Regions from separate parts of the Mus musculus genome. Here region 2 is linked to region 1. The links are chromatin contacts, called in public Hi-C maps. All regions are on one chromosome and are shown on one strand. Each heading gives the region's core, a stretch centred on a gene start, on an enhancer-like site or on the middle of the called end of the contact. The rest is flanking DNA. Distances are from core to core; before and after follow the strand shown. Region 1 holds the start of Stmn2 (stathmin-like 2). Region 2 has its middle 33 kb from the start of Gm32496.

Evidence for each region. A called contact is a pair of places that touch in the nucleus more often than the background predicts.
Region 2: a Hi-C map of cerebellar granule neurons shows a contact between it and region 1, with 2.7 times the contacts expected there. The contact joins the enhancer-like site here to the promoter of Stmn2 in region 1. A contact is called at or near these places in 6 of 484 Hi-C or Micro-C datasets (the N1E-115 cell line, cerebellar granule neurons, cerebellum and 2 more), 1 of 115 datasets of contacts at active chromatin or transcription factors (embryonic stem cells) and 2 of 9 other capture datasets (adipose tissue and liver).

What each region holds. Positions count from the first base shown.
Region 1 is chr3:8,505,977-8,511,342 of GRCm38.p6, reverse strand. It overlaps Stmn2 (stathmin-like 2), which reads right to left and starts at 1,816. Exons shown (of 5, transcript NM_025285.2): 1 at 1,713-1,816. The coding sequence starts at 1,731.
Region 2 is chr3:8,591,708-8,597,648 of GRCm38.p6, reverse strand. No RefSeq gene overlaps it. Among named protein-coding and RNA genes, the nearest start is that of Gm32496, 33 kb to the left of the region's middle. Within about 2 kb of position 2,273, at least 20 of the 459 cell types and tissues checked have an H3K27ac peak or open chromatin away from gene starts, as enhancers often do. A contact at or near this core is called in adipose tissue and cerebellar granule neurons, where this site is marked.

The DNA.
Region 1 (5,366 bases), core at 567-3,066:
CTGCACAGCCTCTATCCGCTGGGAGGGGCTTAGTCCTGCGACCCTGAGCCTGGGCAGATGTGTGCACACCCTGAGGGGTTTGGGGCTGTTCTGGAAGGCGGGGCTAGAAAGAGGGGTGCCCGGACTGCAGACTGTTCAGCAGCCCCACCCAAGTTCGTGGGAGCCAGCCTGGAGCCTGAGTCTTCAGGGCTCCGCAGACAGGGTGGGGCAGGGCAGGGTGGAGCCAGTCCATATCCTTTTTCCTGCTCTGCATCAGTAGCTCGATCTAGTGTGTGTGTGTGTGTGTGTGTGTGTGTGTGTGTGTGTGTGTGTGTGGTTCTAGCCGCTTCCCCAGTGCAGGCCCCTCCCAGGCTGTCTACCCTAGGGAAACAAGCACAGGACCTTTTCGGAACGATGGCACTGGATCTAGACTGGACTCTATTGCGGTTTTACAGATTTGGCTCCGTCTGACCCACAAAATTGAAATTGCACGAGGCTCATCTTAAAGACCTTGACCTCTTTTGCTTTATGTCACCCTTACACATCTTTATCTGTATTATTTTCTGTATACCCTTCTAGGTTCCCTAATTGCCCCCTCCCCTCCCCCCGAAATGACCCAAGGAGTTCAGAATAGCTCCCCCACCCCCTGCTTCTTTCCCTTTTTTGATTTTTTTTTTGCCACTATGTTTAAATATCCTATTTAATGTGGTTCTGAAAAATATGTTAACGAAGAACAATGAGGCCAGGGTGGAGCGGCTGAGGTTAGCGGTCAGGTCAGGCACGCAGGCTGCTAATGAGTGAGTGGGGCGTGGCGGGGCTCTGCCGTTCCCGCAGGGTTGGGTTTTTCAGTGTTGTGCTGAGCTCCCCATTAGGCCCCCATTCTACTGAGGGTGTGGAGCTGGGTCCGGGTGGGGACAGCTTGACTCTGCACAGGGTGGGGCTGTCCGCATAGTATGCCCAGCGCTGCAGGTGCCCCCCCCCACACTCCCACCATTGCTTCACACACAAAGAAACCCCACCCCGGCGCCTTGGGAAGCCAGGTCCCTTTACCCCTCCCTGCCGCGCACGCTCTCCCGCCCCTGCAGCTGCCCACCCGCGCCCTCCACGCCCTCCTCCTGTTTCCCCTCCCTCTTCCTAAAACAAAGGAGCTAAGGTCCTACCCCACCCCTCCGGCCGCCTTACCTCCCCGCACCGCGCCCCAAGACTAGTGGTTTTTCCAAGATAGACAATACCATTAAATGTGCCCACTCCCCTCCCCCGTTCCCACTCCTCTCTCAAACCTCCAGGATGGGACCGCTTTGACTTTGCATTTTCTCTTTTATTCCAACATCACTCCCTTCCTGTCCCTATTATCTTTTTAAACTACAGAATAAATATAGGACGTTCAAAACCACTTTCCGAAATGTCCCTTCACCTCACTAAAGGCAAATCGTTAAGGTAGCCCCCTCCCCTCTGATGGACACTTTAGTTTTAAATATGGAAGCAGAATAAAATTCCTACCCATTGGAGGAAAACTTACCTGCTTCTATCTTTTAAAAAGAAACCATTTACTTTAGTTTTTCAAAGACACCCTTCCCCCTTTGGTCTCTTAGAGCTCCCTCCAACCTTTCCCGGTTCCTGTCATGAATGTCTTTCCCTTTATAAAATATCTTTTAATGTCTTTAGAGATCCGAGAGAGAAAGGGAGAGATTGGCTCCAGATAGAGCCCGTGGGGAGCAAAACGCGATTCTTACCCATTGCTGTTTTAGCCATTGTAGGGATGTGCACGCACGGAGTGGTGGCGAAGGCAAAGGAGAAGGGTCCAGCTGTAGCCGCGGAGAGAGCGAGAGAGGAGTCTGAGTAAGGCACTGAGTCTGCAGAGTGGGACCGTGCTAGAGAAAGAGCAAGAGGCAGGAGCCCATGAATAATTATCACGCAGAAGCTCAAGCAGATTGGCTCTCAGGGTCCCCTGACATGACTCCCGCAGAGTGAGAATCTCCAAGCATTAAATATTGATCGGCCAATGGTGCTGGAGTACAAAGTACCAGAATGCAGTTTGAAATGGAAATCAGTCCTTGTCTGGAAGCTCCCCCCCATTTTGGAGCCCAATAGTACAGTCCAAGTGGAGTGGTGCCTTAGCCTGGAAGCCTCCTTGGAGCTAAGGACTGGGCTGTGCTTACCTGTACCCAGGAGGCTATACTTTGCTCAAACATGTGTCATTGCATAGATTGGCACAGAGAAGGAATAGACTCAGGGGCCTGAGAACCCACCCCAGTGTGCTGAGTTTTGGAAAAATCTGTTTAAAGCTTGTGTTACCAGTGTTTCTTATTTTCTCTTTTACCTTTGGCCCTGCCCTTGGTGAATCCTGGCCTCCCTAATATATGATGGAATTCCCAAACCAACCCATGTCTGGCTGTGGTGGCAGCTCAGAAATGGCCTGGGCTACTGGTCTTTCTTTCTAGCATAGCTGGGCTCCAGAGTGCATGATCTCAGGAGGGTCTTATAACAGAGGGAGGGTGGCTGTCTTTTCCTCCCTTTAGCATAGAGGAGAGGACTGTTGGCTACCTGGGCAGAGATGTAAGTTCCATCTAAGGACATGATGCAAGAAAGCACACGAACTTGGACAAGGAGTGATTTTTCCTGCATTCACAGTCAGATTAAGCACTATGAAGTGCAATGAACTTTGAAACATTATAAACAAGGTATTCACTCATTCACTCATTCATTCGTTCACTTCAAAAAACATTTAGCAAATGTCCATTCTTTCTCAATTCCTATATTTTCTGAGCATGTGCAGAGCACTGGAGACACAGCATCAGGGATACTTTTTGGACCTGTGTTCATGGAACTTTTGATGTGCAGGATTGAACTCTACTGTACTGACATTGTATCAGCCTAAACTCATGTAGGAATTGTGGTTGAGATTTAAAAATAGCAAGAAAGAGATACTTCCATCTCAGAGATGAAAAAAAATAAAAAAAAGAACATCGTTGCAGTGTGAACATGAATGAAACACTCTTTAACTTTAAAGGTATCAAAAATTAAGATTTTGCCCATTGGTAAATTGTTTGGTAGTTACTAGGTTACACTTAAAAAAAAATTTTTTTTTTAAGTATCCTGAACAGAAAAGCAGAAGCGCTGTCCGTGGTGCTGAAATGGCTCTGCACTTCCGGTTACTTTGTAAAGCGTCTTCACACTCTGGATGACTTGCTGACTGGCAGGAAGCTACTGGGATGGGAGCATTCCTGACCTGCTGAATCACAGGGAAAAAAAAAATAAAATGAAGATCAATACAATTATTTCTTGAGCAGGAAGATGAGAAATTATTTCTGTCATCGAACAGGTCCATGACTATGATGCAGATAGAGTACTGTAGGAAATTGGCAGGGTTTGGAAAAAAAATGATCATTTTTTTTCTTTCCCCAAAGTCATTTCCCAGTATAAATGTGAGAGCTTCTTCCTTCTCTGAAGGCTAGTTAGCAACCAGAAGATGAGGAATCTTCAGCATGCCTGCGTGAGTAATATCCCCCCACCCCCATTCTACCCAGGCTGTGTGCCATCTGTATACACTCTTCAACCTCCTTGGAGGATGGGACCCTCAGCCATGACATAATGTCTTTAACAGTTACAATTGGCAATTCAATGAGATCTATTGCACTTGTAGCACAAAACACAATGCAGTCCTCATTTTTTACTCTCCACTGAGTATTCCTTCCTGAGAGACAGGAGCAGGAGAAAGAGGTCAGTGTGTGCAGGGGCAAATATCAGATGAGTGGCTTTTAAAACAATTGTGACTTTTTGGAAGTTCTAGCCACTTCACCACAGCTCTGTATGATTTTCCAAATAAAGAGGGGATAGCTTAGTATAAATTACTATAAAACACCAAGATAGTGAGTTATTGTCAATTGGATAAGAAAGTGAGATGGATTAAAAGATTTGTGTCTATATAGATTAATGCCTTTTATTTTTTTGACACCACAATGTGTTATCATGCTTCTTGTTCTGGGAAATTATGGCAAAATAGGAATTGGAAGTTTACTTCATATTCAGTACATTGCCTTCTTACTTCTTTAGCTAGTTCATGTAATCAACAGCTACTTTTTGAATGATGTTTACACTTTTTATATTACAAACTTAGCTAAGCTTCTTTTTATTGCCTAAAATGTATAAAAATGAAAAAAAAACATATACCTCTTTCTGAAATAAAATGCTTTGGAAGAAGATGACTATCTTTTGAATGAATTAGGTCACATTTGCTTGCAAATAATAGAGAGAAAGCCACAACAAAACAGCCACACATTGCCTCTGAAAATGAAGTGTAATTTCTTGGCTCCTGTAACTATAAAACAGAGTGCATTCATTCTAGTGATCTTTTCCTGAAGCAAGTGCTTCTCATGGTTATTGGTAATCACTCAGATTGAAGAGTAGGCACCACAAAAGTCCACTGTACAGTTAGTGCAGTGTCACAAGGATTTGGATGACCTGGCAGGTTATCATACATAAGTGTACTGCATCTCCATAGATATACAACTAACTGTAGGTTCTGTGACTGTGTTTGTAGCTTCCAATACATTTAAACACTTTAAGAGCAAGGGCTGAGTAGTGAACATCTTTATTTGCTTCACATAACATGATTCACATGATAGACTAATACTTACAAAACAACAACAACAACAGATACGTTGCTGAAATGCAAACAAAGCCGTAGCTCTGTGAAACCATATCGGTGCTTACTTATAACTATGCTTGTTGTGTCCATATTGTAGCCATGTACCAGACTGTTCACTATTGTTCATTTATGTCTTGTGCATTCTTCAAAGGGAAGAAGTGGATTGGATTTATACCAGTAGGAAACCAATGATAACTTTTGTCTCCTTCAATGGCAACAAGCTGGAGTCATGGAAGTTAAAGTTGTATTAATGGCACTTTTTATTTCTCTAGTTAAGTCTATTGCAACTTGTCTCTGAGAGGAGGCCAAAGGGATTGGTTTCCTTCCAAACTAGAGAATAACAGTTGCTGTGGATGATGAAGTGATCTAATACAACCATATGATCCTGTTATTAATAATTCAAATGTCTGGGAGAGAATTCTATAGTACTTATTAAGAGATAATAAGATGAGAAATCATTGCTATATTGAATTGTTTTGATCTGACTTTATCTGACTACAAGGAAACATTGAAAGAAAAGAGGCACAGATATTTTCTAGGTGTTTAGAGATTTAGAATATTTTGTAGTTACAAAATCATATATGAAAAACTAGTAATTGGCTAACAGTTTTGTTGTTTTGCCATATTTATATCCTTATAGATTAGAAGGAAAAATGGTGAATTTAAAAAGAAATGTACAATAATACTTATTTGACAAGAGTGTTAACCCAAGGAGAGAGGTCTGGTGTTCTTGGTTCAA
Region 2 (5,941 bases), core at 1,024-3,523, 86 kb before region 1:
GATATTTCCCAGTCAAAGACTCTCAGCCCCATTGGAGTGGCAAAGCACCAGTTTTACCAGGGTGAGGCTCAGAAGAAGGGCAAAAGCTTTCTCAGGCCTGAGTTTGAGACTCTTGATAGAAAATGTTCACCGTAGCCACCCCCGAGACTGTTCCTACAGCATTGGCTAAGCCTACTTCCTTGTTCAGCTGTATGCAACAACCTTTCCTTCCTTCCTTCCTTCCTTCCTTCCTTCCTTCCTTCCTTCCTTCCTTCCTTCCTTCCTTCCTTCCTTCCTTCCTCCCTTCCTCCCTTCCTCCCTTCCTCCCTTCCTCCCTTCCTCCCTTCCTCCCTTCCTCCCTCCCTTCCTCCCTCCCTCCCTCCCTTCTTCCCTCCCTCCCTCTCTCCCTCCCTCCCTCCCTCTCTCCCTCCCTCCCTCCCTCCCCCCTCCCCTCCAGTTCAATAGTATATAATAAATTCACTGAGCTTCTGGGATGCTTCAGTTCCTCCATCAGAGAATCTAGCTTCTCCATGTCTGGGTATATGTCCTTTCTTCATTCCTTCACAGCCCAAGTTATGTCAATTCCTGAAGCCAAGCAAGGACATGGCATCTCTCACATAGCACCTTTTCTACTTTTCTTTTGAAAAATATTTTTGTTGCTATTATTATTAATTTTATTACGTTTGTGAGTGTGTAAAAATCAGAGGACAATTTTGTGAAGTGAGTTCTCTCTTTGCTTCACCATGTATGTTCTGAAGATCAAACTCAGGTTTGCCAGTGACTGACTTTATCCCCTGAGGCACTGCCAGCTCATGTCTAGCATCTTTCATTGAGCATCTCCCTATCAGATCAGGACACTTATGTTAGCGCCTCCATTATCATTTCTATCATTACTACACTCACATTAGAGACTGTCTATCTTCCTTACATGTATGTCTATCTTCCTTACGCGCGCGCGCGCGCGCGCGCGTGTGTGTGTGTGTGTGTGTGTGTGTGTATGTATGTATGTATGATCTAGGAATGAATTTTGGTTAATCTTGTTTGTCAGCTTAGCAGGTTCTGGATTCAGCTAAGAGACTCCTTTGGATGGGCATGCAAGGTTACTTTCCGGGAGAATTCAATAAGGGCAGTGGGCACCATCTTCTGGCAGACTCCCAGGTACAGACAGGTCTGTGGGGAGCAGTGCCCTCTTGTTCTCTTGGCTGTCTTGTGCCTCCCTGGGATCTCCCTTGATGCAGCAGCCACCACCCTTGGCTGCCATCGGAACCCAGCTGAAGACCAGTGATTTTCTAAGAACTGTTTGGGTGTTAGCACCAGATTAAAGATGTCATTCAGCTCCGAGGTCTGAGCAACTAGAGGTTCTCAGGCTCAAACAGCCATTGTGGGTAGTCTTTGCAAGATGGTCTAGGAAATCCCCTTCATCAGCAAGGCTCTGGGTTCTGTTCCTCTAGAGAACTCTAATTGCCCATCTTCTATCTTTAATTATCTAGTCATCTTCAATGTAGTAAAACACACACTCGCTCTCTCACACACACAGCATTACAAATAAATGATTTATTCAATGGTCTGCCAGGCCTTATGGCTTATTCATATCTCTGTCTTTTAACATAAGTGGCCCATTACTAGTAGCTGAGGAAATTAATACTTTTTAAATTTTTTTTAAAGAAGAGACAGTCTTACCCTGTGTCCCAGGCTGGTCAGGAAACCAAGCTCCTGCCTCAGTGCCCTGCGTCTGGGCTTGCAGGTGTGTGGTGCCAAGCTCTGCACCTCATCCCTGTCATCTACACTCTCATATCTCATCTCCACTGGGCACTTGGTGACCTGGTGATTCAGCGAACTCTTACTGTTAGTCTCTCTTATACTACTGCTCATATTTGTAAAAAGAATCCAATTCTAGTTTCTCAGGACAAGGAAGTGTGTTTCCATCGCTGTTCCTGCACATTTTACGCACGATGTTTAGTGAATAGCTGTTGATTGAATAACCAGGAAGCAAAGCCTGGGTCATTTCCTTCCAACTTTTATGGCATTTTACTTCCTGAAACAGTGTCTGGTTCCTCCTGCAAGATTATCTGAAGCTGTGGGACGCCCTCTTTGCTCCAATCAGGGCCTCTAGTTCTGACAGGAATCACATCCTTAGGTGTCTTGAATGACACACTCTGGAAAGCACCTGGTCACTGAGTTTTGCAAAGAAATGGCACTGTGCCAGGGCTTGCTCCCTCCTTCTAGCAGCAAGCAGCGAGGACTCTTTCCATTCTGCTAGCCAGCAGCAAGCAGCTCTGCTTTCCTCACTACCAAGCCAAAAAAAAAAAAAAAAAAAAAGGTAATTGCCTCTCATCTGTTTGAATAACCTAAGATGAAGCTAAATAAAGCTATTCAACAGGAAGGAAGCAGCATTTGGAAGTGCTCAAACAGCACAAATACCGAAGAGGAACCGGAAAATTCCTTTGCACCTATTATGAATACCTGCTAGGACCTATAGCCAAGTGACAGAGATGATAAATGACCAGGAAGTAAGGATTCAGTCTGGCAGATAAGGCTAATTGCAGAACTCTGAATATGAGTGCATCCCGCCTTCATAGATTTTAATCCCACTATCATTTTATCATCTTTGAGGGTTGTGTTTATTACCGATGTGGAGGGAGTGAATAACACTTTGCTTATATTATATATATATTATATTATGTTATATACTATTTCCTAAAGGTACTGTCTGCAAACATTCAGTGCAGCCTTGGTCCAGGGAGTTCTCATCACTTGTGATTAAACACTGCCCCCTGGTGGCTCAGAGGGATCTCACATTTTTGTCCTGAAAGGGAAGTGAGATGGGCCAGTCTCCCTATCTCCTTTGTAAAGTCTTCCCAGTGCTATCCTCTCCCCGCAGTGATATTGTACACCTTCGTGCGTTCCTCATGTCTACTCATCTTTAGCTCTGTCCAACGGTTAAGGAAACCCAGCGAGTTCCTACTGTGTGCGCGGCGCTCTGCTGTCGCTTCAGAGGAAATTCTCTGAACGTTTGTCAGTTGCTGTTTCTCCATTTTCCTAACAGGTTCTGACTTTCGTCACTTGTTGAATACAAACATTCATATTCAGTCTCATTGTTTACTGTAAATTTACCCTCATAGATTAGATGTGCAGGGAGTGAAGTGGGCGGAGACAAAGCTCATTTCCATGTAGTTCCTTCTGTGTTTCCAGTAACTATCTAAACATTTGGCACTTAACACCCCTCAGTAAAGTTCATGGGATAGGTTAGTGATTTCAGTGTCGATGTGGTAGCCGTGGGCAGTGATGAGCAAAGGGTGATGGGAAGAGAAGAGAGCTGCCCATTCTGAGACGTTCAGGGGACGGAGTGGTGTTCCCAGGTTCCCAAAGGAGGGCATTGGAATCAGTACACGTGCTGGAGGAGGGTCCTCAATCCAGGAAAACTGCACGCACAGATGTACAGCTGGGAAGGACCTGGTGATGGAAAGCTATGACCACTGCTGGTCAGCAGCGTTGGAGGGAGAAGCGTGGGATGATGTCTGCATCCTGCCAGAGGTGCTGAAGGGCAGAGAACACTATCTGTGGGTCAGTGGCAGCCACTGTTAGAGAAGGAAGTGGTGACGTTTGCTTCCTAGAGTTCTGTTTTCAGAAGAGAACAGCGCAGTATCCAACCAAGCTAAAGGCTGGTTTCTATGCACTTATGCACAGGGTGTGGCACACAGTCATTTCTACACACGTGAAAATAAGAGTTACAAAGAACGAGAATGAGATAAAGAAAGATATTTTTGGGAATGGCTGATGGCAGAGGGATGGAAGGGAGGAGAGTGGCTATGGTTTAGTGTTTGGGAGAGCAGAGAAGAGAAGGCAAAGGTGGCCAGCCCCCTCAGGCTGTGTGAGCACTGGGGAAACTGTGCACCCATGGTTTCCACGAGGGCTTCTGCCAGTCTCAGGGTTGCTTACTGAGCTCACAAGGTTGCAGTAAAGTTCTACAGATTCTGTACTCCCTTCCCAGGGCGTACTCATTCTGGGCTCTGTTTAAGTTACTTCTCCTCAGAGCCTTGTTTGTGTCCCCTACAGACCACCACTGACTGGCTTAGATCTAGCCTATACTTGGAAAGGCTTTAATTGTGAAGCAGGAGAAGAAAAGCCTCTGAGTTATCTATTATATTTTGTTTATTATTATATTTATGATTTTTTGAGATGAAGTCTCACGTAGCCCAAATTTGCTCCATCATCAAGGCTGACTAAGAACTCCTGATCCTCCTGCCCTCACACCCCCTAGTAGTAAGGTTGAGTTATGCACTGCCATGCTTGGCACAAATACATTTTAAAAGCTTTGTCTTTTAAATTATTTCTAGTATCACTTAGAGAATGAAAATAATTAACTCAACCTACTCCTGGTGGTGTAGGGTGTACCACTTGGGAAACTCAGTTTAAAGCCTGCTTGGAATACAAGAGAGCTCAAGGTCAGCTTGGGCAACATAATGAGACTCTACTGTCACCACCACCATCACCATCAACAACAACGATAATGACAAATCGACTATGCATGTAGACTTACTACGTGCTACGGCGCCTCACGTGAGACTAAGGTTTAATCTTCAGTTCAGCAAACCCTTTTTTCTTCAAGATGTGTTCATTTGAAGTTACTGTCATTGGTTATGGTATAAAATCACCAGGTTATTGTTCCTTTTGCCCTAATACAGTATGCACATGCTTAGTGACTGATAGTCAAGTTATTAATCCTTTGAGATTTCTTATTTGGTACTTATTGGCTTTAAAAATACTTTTCACACTTTGTGATCATATTTTTTTCCACTCTTCCAGCTCCTCCCAGGTCCTCCTCACCTCACTACCTATGAACTTCATGTTCTTTCTCTGTCTCTCAAAAACCAAACAAAAGCCCAATAATCAATCAATCAGTCAATCGATCAATCAATCAATCAAACAATCAATTAACCAACCAACCAACCAACCAACCAACCAACCAATCAATTAAAACATAGAAATACAAAGAAAACTGAAACAAAATCCAAACCAAACCAAACTTGGATCTTATGCAAGAGCAGGTAATACTCTTTTCCATTCATATTCACACACACACACACACACACACACACACACACACACACACACACACTACTTAGGGGTTTATTGTTGTGAAAAGACAACATGGCCAAGGCATCTTTTATAAAGAAAATTTTAAATGGGCCTATCTTATAGGCTTAGAGATTCAGTCCATTATCATCACGGTGGGAAACATGGCAGCATGCAGGTAGACATAGTGCTTGAGGAACCAAGAGTTCTACGTCTTGATCGGAAGGCAGCCAGGAGGAGGCTGTCATCATCTGCACTGGGAAGAGCCTGAGCACAGGAGACCTAAAAGTCCACTCCCACAGTGACACACGTCCTTCAACAAGGCTACACTTTCTAATAGTGCCACTTCCCACGGGCCAAATATTCAAACACATGAATCCACAGGGCCCAAACGTATTTAAACCAACACACTCAGAGATACACTTAAAAATTAGATATCACAGTTTAAGGAAGACCAGTCTAGTCTCTTATTCTCTGGAGATTGTGCCTGGGTCTCTGTGTTAAATTTATGGCAGTTTGTCACCTACCACAAAAAAGAAGCGTCTCTAGTGAGGGTTGACTGATCTGCTGACTTATGAAGACAGAGGTAAGCATTAGGAGCAGGTTTAAAGCTGTGTCAACTTAGCAGAATGCAGTGATAAGAAGAAATTAAGTGTAAGTTTTATACAAGGTGTGTGTGGCCACAGGCCCTCAGTTCCATTTCTTTTCTCTCCTGTTTTTATTTTTATTTTTTGGAGTGAGCTTTAAGTCCAATCAGAAAGTGCTTGGTTACTCCCATAATATTAAGAGCTCTATTGTACTAGCAGGCATGTCCTGTAGGTTGATCATTAGTATAGCCCACAGCTGGGAAGACTGATGGTTATGGTTCTCCATCAGTAGAGTGCAC